Regions from separate parts of the Mus musculus genome. Here regions 2 and 3 are each linked to region 1. A link is a contact called in public Hi-C and HiChIP or PLAC-seq data. All regions are on one chromosome and are shown on one strand. The core of a region is the stretch at or near the end of the contact, and the rest is flanking DNA. Distances in the headings are between cores, read along the strand shown. Region 1 overlaps Cdkal1 (CDK5 regulatory subunit associated protein 1-like 1). Region 2 overlaps Cdkal1 (CDK5 regulatory subunit associated protein 1-like 1). Region 3 overlaps Cdkal1 (CDK5 regulatory subunit associated protein 1-like 1).

Evidence for each region. Hi-C and Micro-C count contacts between places; a contact is called where the count stands out from the background. HiChIP or PLAC-seq counts read pairs in DNA pulled down with a chosen protein or histone mark.
Region 2: a Hi-C map of the N1E-115 cell line shows a contact between it and region 1, with 2.7 times the contacts expected there. The contact joins two enhancer-like sites. A contact is called at or near these places in 5 of 484 Hi-C or Micro-C datasets (the N1E-115 cell line, adipose-derived mesenchymal stem cells, embryonic stem cells and 2 more) and 1 of 9 other capture datasets (embryonic stem cells).
Region 3: an H3K4me3 HiChIP or PLAC-seq map of embryonic basal ganglia shows a contact between it and region 1, with 2.8 times the contacts expected there. The contact joins two enhancer-like sites. A contact is called at or near these places in 1 of 15 datasets of contacts at CTCF or cohesin (pro-B cells), 9 of 484 Hi-C or Micro-C datasets (the AML12 cell line, the HL-1 cell line, the N1E-115 cell line and 6 more) and 2 of 115 datasets of contacts at active chromatin or transcription factors (embryonic basal ganglia and neural progenitor cells).

What each region holds. Positions count from the first base shown.
Region 1 is chr13:29,369,816-29,372,515 of GRCm38.p6, forward strand. All of the region lies in intron 13 of Cdkal1 (CDK5 regulatory subunit associated protein 1-like 1), which reads right to left. Among named protein-coding and RNA genes, the nearest start is that of A330102I10Rik, 350 kb to the left of the region's middle. Within about 2 kb of position 1,321, at least 68 of the 459 cell types and tissues checked have an H3K27ac peak or open chromatin away from gene starts, as enhancers often do. A contact at or near this core is called in the N1E-115 cell line, embryonic basal ganglia, neural progenitor cells and 1 more, where this site is marked.
Region 2 is chr13:29,502,213-29,504,912 of GRCm38.p6, forward strand. The region is part of intron 11 of Cdkal1 (CDK5 regulatory subunit associated protein 1-like 1); the gene reads right to left. Among named protein-coding and RNA genes, the nearest start is that of Cdkal1, 350 kb to the right of the region's middle. Within about 2 kb of position 1,414, at least 102 of the 459 cell types and tissues checked have an H3K27ac peak or open chromatin away from gene starts, as enhancers often do. A contact at or near this core is called in the N1E-115 cell line, where this site is marked.
Region 3 is chr13:29,609,321-29,612,045 of GRCm38.p6, forward strand. The region is part of intron 9 of Cdkal1 (CDK5 regulatory subunit associated protein 1-like 1); the gene reads right to left. Among named protein-coding and RNA genes, the nearest start is that of Cdkal1, 240 kb to the right of the region's middle. Within about 2 kb of position 1,276, at least 64 of the 459 cell types and tissues checked have an H3K27ac peak or open chromatin away from gene starts, as enhancers often do. A contact at or near this core is called in embryonic basal ganglia, neural progenitor cells and stem cell-derived neurons, where this site is marked.

The sequences.
Region 1 (2,700 bases), core at 71-2,570:
CACTACTACTACGCCTGGCTTAGACTGTTTTCTTGTTAAAACACCACTTTTGGTAAACTGACTTATATATAAGATTAAGTCTAAGTGTACCAGTTTCTTTTCACTTTTAAAAGGTGGTACTGGGGACCCTCCTCCAGGTCTATCTGGACAAGTGTAGTTCTCATCCCTACCAAGGAAGCGTCTCTTTGCAACAGAGGGAAAACCATGGAAAACCACCCCCAATTGGTATGTAGAGTTGTGGAGGCTAGTCCCAACTGATATCTATAGCACGACTTCTACACCTAAGATTCAGGATCATTGGAGAAGAGGGGACAGGAAGGTTGTAGGAGCCAGAACGGGCAGTTTTCTGAGAGACTCTGTTCCCTAGAAGTGTCATAAGCTACACCCATGAAGTCTCATGAGCTGAACAGGAAGGGATGGGTTGTCCAATACTGAATGGTTAGCCCTGAAAATATATGCACACAAGTAACATTATATAGATCAAGCAGGCTATATTCATGAATTTAGGAACACACACACACACACACACACACACACACACACACGGAACGGGGACTTGAGCACATTTTAAAAAATATGGCTAGCAGGAAATTAAAAAAAAAATCTGTAGTTTACCCTGAGTTTTTCCTGCACATGGGTACTCTAGATCACTGTGATGCTGTCAGAGACTCTCACAGGTCACACCACCCCTTGTACTATTCAGAAGAGGGCCATTCAGGTAAGTCTTAGATAAGAAGGCAGCTGTATCTGCAAATTGTAAAGACAGGCTCGATTGTTGTTTGGGCCATTAAATTATTCCTGCGTCTCTCCAACCCCCTCCAAATTACAGCTTCCCTAACATTTTAGGGTGTAATCAATTTGAGATTTTACACTGGGATTTTTGGGACATCCTGGGACTAGGAGAAAGATGATCCAAACTGTCACATATTCTTTATGACTGAAAAAGTGGCCACAGAAACAGCAATAGCAGAGGAACTTAAAAAAGGCAGAGAGGGGGATGCTCATTTCCAAACTTAAACAAAAAACAAAAAACTTTAAGCCAAAAAAAAAGAATGCCCAAAACACATACCGGCTTTGGTAAAATAAATCTTTTATTATCCACCTCTCTACCAGAGAAGTCAGTGTACACAGGAGTGATAAATAACAAGTGTGGTGAGACACAGCCCACTATCTGCCAACCATTTGCCAGTCAGGACTGAGGCCGAGGAAGCAGAGAGGATTAAGCAGAAATCAAAGACTGCCAAGCTCTAATGGTGTCTAATTAGCATAACAAAAGACACAGCCACAATCTTTCAGCAGCGGGCCATACATCTCATTAAAGAAGACTGAATAGCAATTATTCTCTCCTGCTATCCTTCCTTTCCCTTGCTTCTAGGCTTAGCTCCGGGAGACCCTGAGACCAGAGCTGGAGAGCCTCTGCTTTGTTAGCCAAGCATCTGGGCAGTAGGGGGAAAAATCCACTTGCAGGACCAGACACCTGCACTCTCAGTCTTCTCTGCTGGGGCAATGGATCTTCTTAAGCACAAGCAAGTCCTGCTATCCATCTGATAGGACTCCCACCGAAAGAGGTCTTTGTTGACCTAACAAAACAAAACAAGACCCCAAACTAAATCCCATCCCCCTTAAAAGTCTGCATTGAAAGAAACTTACTTCTACCTATGTGCTTCTCTTCCCCCAGCCTAGCAATTCCTTCTCAATGTTATGTCCCTGTCTGAGACATAATGAAGCGAAATTGAAATCCTACCACATTCTATTGCAACCTGTAATTAGCTGGGTGCACACGTACATGCACACATCATGCAATTTAAATGAGAGTCTTGGTTCAGACCTCGTCTCTGTGCTTCCTTTGGATGACAGACAAGTGTGAAAATACATGAAATTCAACACGGGGAGACAGACAGGACTTGTGGACAGGGGACTTTTTTTTTTTGCACATATTTAAACCAAGAATAAAAGATCCCACTGAACCAAATAAGCAAACAAACTTATTTCTCTAGAGTGATTGCTAAAAAAACCAAAAGTCTCAATGAATTCTAATATTCATCTATTCTGGGGTAAGGGCTGAGCCAGAAGATGAATAAAAAAAAATGACACAGTCATTTAATCTAAGCAATTATCAGTTCTGAACACTACTTTTTGATCAGTAATGCCCTTCTCAAAAGGAAATTTGGTGCGAGAGTTCTTTGATTTTTCCCCCCCCTTTCCCATAATGGCTTCAGCTGCCAAGCACAATATTGCACTGTGGACTGAAGCCAAATCTAGCCAGGTCTGTGGCCGCTCTAGGAGAGCTGTTTATCACAGATGCAGACAGGAACCTTTGCTGCAGCTCCCAGAATGGCACAGGAAAAAGCAGCCAACTGGCTGGCCTGCCTGGGAAAACCTATGCAGTCTGTCTGGGCTTTCCAAACTCCTCTAGGACTACTGTATGGCAGGCACCAGGAGACGCTGGGACCACTGAAGCTAGACTGAAAGTTGTCCAGACACTTGAAGGCTATAATATTTTGTGTGGGACAGTACATAGTTGAAATAGCCTTTGGGGAGCACTTAAATCCTACAAGGCCTTCTAATATGTGGTAAAGGACTTGGGACTCCAGAGTTGTGCTAGACCATAGTCCCTGTTTTATGGTCCTAACCAGTACTAGGCCCATCCATGCTCCTCTCATATGCCCTGTGCTCAAGCACATATTCCTGCCACCCTAA
Region 2 (2,700 bases), core at 164-2,663, 130 kb after region 1:
GGTCCTCCCTTATAGATGCTACTTTCACGAACAAGGACACAAGAGTTTTCAGATCAGTCATTATCACACCTCTCCCCTGTGCCCATCAAGAGCTTCTTGAGTGTGCCCCAGGCCACACTTGGGGTGTGAAGGATGATGAGAGGCTAATGTCTAAGTGGCACCTGTGGGCAGCGGGTGGATGAAGTGGCCCTTTGTGGCAAGTCCCAGCCTATGGCTGAGGTGTTGCTTTGGTTCTTGCAGAATTATCCATAAACTGCATAGAAAAGCTTCAGCGTGGCTAATGTGAACATGGAGGAATACCATCAAAAGGAAAGACTTGGGAACCAGAAAGACAGCTCTAGGGGCATCAAAGTGTTCAACTTCTTCAGCCAGTTTCAGCCATAGAGCAAATGCTGATGGCACAGGGGCCATTGGAGGACAGCTGGACCACTAAGTAAGTACCCTACTAAGTAAGCAGCCAGGCTGCATGGAAGCTGGAAGGCCAGAGGGTGAGGGGGTCAGGAAAAGGATGAGCAGGAAAGGAGGGGAGAGAGCTGAGGCATGCCAAGAAGGTTCTGAGCACCACCAGTATTAGTAGCTATCGTAAATGGACAACATAATTCATGAGGTCATGTCCAATCACAGATAAAGATACCCAAACAACCCCGAGTGTCTGGAAAGGAAACAATTTTCTCTGATAACATCTTCCTTAAGACTGCGTATGTGTCTGGTTTTATACACCGGCTGTCTCAGTTTTTCTCCACAATGAATTCCTGGAAAATGCATCATGAAAGTCTGCCTTTCCTCACAGGAATAATAAAAACATGGACTGCTGCTCTCCTGTCTGTGACTCAGCATGGAACAAACTGTGATAAGACCACAACTATACCATAAAAGCAAAGATATAACAATAACCCACACAATCCTGGGAAACTCAAACAACAGCCTCCAAGTCATTAAAGGGAGCATTGTAGAATGCAGGGGACCTCTGAGTTTGCTCAAGTCCTGCCACTCAAAAGGTGAGGCTAACACTGAACCAAGAGAAATCAGTTTATTTCAAATCTAACAGTTAGGCTTCTTTCTGACATTTAACTGGAAAGCTGTCAACCTACTTCAAAAGAATTGCCCCACGTGGGCTAAAATTGATGTAAGTATGCAGAGATGTACAGTGAACCCACAAAACAGTAAGATACAAATGTGCCCGATTGTTTTATATCATCCAACATTTATATATTAGCTATAATAATAGCATACATATACTTCTATTTAATTGTACACTGTAACCTGTGGCTATGGCCTCCACCGCAAAAGCAAGGAAAAGAGAAAAAAAAAAAAAAGAAGAAAAGAAAACAAAAAAAGAACTCACGCAGAACCCTTAGGAGCTGCTAGCAAGTTGGAAAGAATCCAAGTGTTTCCTCAGGAGGAATGACTAAGCAAAGGAGTGAGCTGATACTATGTTATATAACTTCTAAGCAGTGATTGCTGTATGAAAAAGCCCCACTGAGACCCAAGGAAGCATTCTAAAGAGGAGAGGTCACTTTTGGTGACACAGTCTCCCTTTAGTCATTCATGCTCTCATAATTAACACCTTTCCCACACTCACAACTAAGCAACTACCTACCTAACTGAATACTGACGAGATAATCCTGAGCTCAGGACTTTCTGGAAACTGCCTCAATGCCTAAATGAGTCTGTCAGAGCTGCACAGTCTAATGCCAGCCCTCAGGCTGCTTTAGAGTCCATTCTAGACAAGAAAATTGCTTCAAATGTTTGGATGTTCAGTTGACTTGTTTCCAAAGTTATTCTACATCACATAACTGTGAAGTCTACACTAGCAATACGAATATAGGAAAATGTATTTATTTTCTTGATGAAAATATAACTGCCAAACTTGTTATTCTATTATCTTTGCCACCATTACTTAGCAATCAGTAAGAAAGAGGTCACATGTCAATATTCCCAAACCTTTCTTCCCTACACAAACATCTCACCATGTGACTGAGAAGTGATGAGCCCAGAGTGGACGTGCTCCCATTTATGCCACACAGAAGCTGAGCAGGTGTGGTCCATGGTGTATCAAACACCGAGTGCCACCCTGTTTATGGTGTCTAGTCTGTCTTAAAACCTACAGGGCACCGTACCATAAATGAAAACCCAACTGCAAAGTAAAACCCAAATCAGGAATATTTTTGGGCAAATACTATTTGGAGGACAGAATTTTTGCTACTGGAGAATAGAGGTATGTACAAATAAGGAGCCAATTAGTCAGAAGATTTAGAGACTAAAGTTTATGAGATGAGAAGGGTTGACTGACAAAGAGAATCATTTGATTTATGTGCGTCAAGACTTGGGCATTCTGGTTTTTGAACATACATTCATTTACAGAGAAAGCACAAAGGCTGTTCCTATCAAAACACTGCTGCTCAGTTCTCCCGAGACTCATGGGAGAAGGTAAATTAATAATCCCACTGGAAGGACTTGGTCCTTCCCAGAAAGGACATCTTTTTGTCTGTTCATCAGACAAAAACTGAGCAAATGTACTTTACAAGGACTTTATATCACCTGAGAGGAAAGCACGGACAACAGTTCCAGAAACCTAACACGTTTCCATCAGTGTGTGTATGTACAATTGATAAAATTTGCTATTACTAACGTTCAAAGGCCAATGGCAGAAACAAATTAAATCATAATTTATCTCCAGACTCTAAAAAGAAAACTTCC
Region 3 (2,725 bases), core at 26-2,525, 240 kb after region 1:
GTATCACACGACAAAATCCAGGAGGGTTACTTCTGTGGGTAAAGTCACTAAGCCGATGGTATTAAGATACAGTCACGGCTCTAGAGTCCAACCTAGAGTATCCTGAGATACCGCACGTCGTCATGCTGTATGTAGCCTAGAAAACTCAGTGATGAGGAAAGTCTTTACTAACACTGTTTGTGTTCTACAGGGCAGATGCAGTGCCTTCCAATCACAACCAAAGCAGCCAGATGGGAGCTCTCTGCGGGCCTTCCCTGTGCTGCCCTAACACTAGTTAAGTCCTTCAGCAAGCTCTAAACATACTTCCTCACGCCACAGACCTCGGGCACTCTGTCTCTTTTAGTATTTCAGCCATTCTTTAGTATGCAGCCCAGTGGCATTCGTGGCACACTTCCTTCACTGGTCTCTCATTCTGAAACATGCCAGAAAGAGAATCTTGGTGATGCATAAAGCAAAAGCCGCATCAGCTTCTATAAATACAATACAGTTTTTAAATAAGCAAAGAAAATACATTTTAGTAGCTATTAACTCTTTTACATGTATATCATACTTTAATTTGTAAGTTGTTTCAAAGGCCAAAGATCATTTGGCTGATTTAAATAAGCAGCTGCTCTGCTTTGTTAAAATAACTATTGCAATGGTAAGCAGTTTAGACTGACTAGTCACGTGACTGCCACTAAGGATGGCGAGCATCACTCCCAAACAAAATCAGAGTGATGATTTATTTTAATAAATTGCAGACAGCCGCGATCATGAATGACATCACCTCCATCCACTGCTGAGAGGAGACACTGAACAGATGAAGTGCTGTTTAAAGTCAATGGGGCCCTGACTTAGGGGACAGAAGGATTAATGAGAAATCGAGGATCTGCCACATGGTGCTGCTGGGCTGCTCGCTGTGGTCTCAGTGCATGCGAAGCCCCAGGGCCCCACCTGGTACCCTAACTGTGCACTTATGTTTCATTACACCTTGGCCATTGCTATGCATGCTGATTACCAGCGAGTATCAATTCCTCTCACTGTCGCACACCTCTGCAGTGCCCCAGCACTCAACTGTGAAAACTCCGGCACTCCACTCCTCAGAACACAAGGCCCATGCTGCTAAAACCACAGAGAGTAAATTATTTGTCACTCGACGGGGTGCCAATTCGGTTTCCTGAGGATGACATCATGCCCATTTTACCAATAACAATGGCACTAACAAGACCTTGTAATCAACAAACCTCAGGCCTCTCCCAGCCCTGGCAGGTGCAACTCTCTTTATGCTAAAAATAAGCCAACATTAGCTTCAGCTCCAAACTATTTCTTTTATCACAATGCTAAGCAGAAGTTGGCTTCCATAAGGCAGTGCAGCTGCTGCTGCCGAGGCCGCTTCTGCAGATGCCTGCATTAATTGTATCAAGGACATACTGAACTAAGTGCTTATTCAGCACAATGGCTATTGGGGAGCAGCTGGAGGCACAAGACAAACTGTCTTGAAGGGAATGTCCCAGCCCAGTGTGTAAATTACAATGATGAAGTACAAAGAGTCTAAGTTTAAGGGTCTAATATAACTGCAGAGTGGGGCAAAAATGTAGTGTTATCAGTGGAGGCCAGATCCAATAAATAAGGAAGAGAGACTTGCAGATTTCACCACCATTGCAGTCACTGCTGTGGGAGATGCTGAGACCCATTTCCACCCAGGAGGAAGGGGACTCCTCACTTAAAACTATCAGCGGTGCCGGCATTGACCAGCTTGCATGTGCAGGTCAGAATACAATCCCCTCATTGCAGTAATAAGTGGCAAAATCAAAACAGCCTTGTTTACTACACATAAGCAAGACTTGGCTGAAAATTAAAGAGACTGGCTAGTTTTCTTCCTGGGTTATTCAAGGGGGTGCCTATAAGCATCACTGCCTGCTCTCCAGGCATGTTCTCCTCTTACGTTAGTGAATCTCCGTGAATTCAGGGTGATTAAACACTATTCCAGCTGACAGGTAATTACAGAGCTTCTGCCCATAGGAGTTTAGATAGGGATGGAGAAAATGTGCCTGCAAACACCCCAGGAGCATCCTGAGTGGCTTTGCTACTATGGACAGAACATGAGCAGAGAGGACAGGGCAGGCTCAGATTATAAAGTCAGATTCTGAGATTATGGCTTCTCTCTCAGTCTGTGCCAGGGTCTCTTCTCTAGAAAAGTGGAATGAGGATGGCCACACCCATGCATTAGTTGGGAAACTGACCTGAAAGCAGGCAGTCGATCCAATAACAAGATCCCTATGACTTGATCCTCCCCATAAGCCTCTGCGCAAAGATACTCAGATGTAAATTCAAGCCTTGGGAAATTAAAATTGCTCTTTTTTTCCCCCCAAAGAATTAAGAAATGGTTAAAATGAGAATACTGATACATGAATGTCAACCATACACATAGTACCAGTACAATTTGTTGTTATTTCAGCTAAGTTCTAAAGTGGTGTAGTACATTAAAGAGGTAGATGCTCTGCTACGGACTCTGAAAAGCATCCTCAGACAAGATTACCTGCACCAGTACTCAGCCTGGACCCCAAACCCTCACTGCCTCAGGCTCCACTTTCGTGTCAGTACAGAACTTCTCAGCAATGTTGTCATCACAGCGAAATGCTGTTACTGTCATATACAAACCACCATATAATATGCATTTCTTTACAAGCCCAGATGGTATGAGGCTAGATGCAAGCCATCTACCCAACTTTATCCTAATAGATAC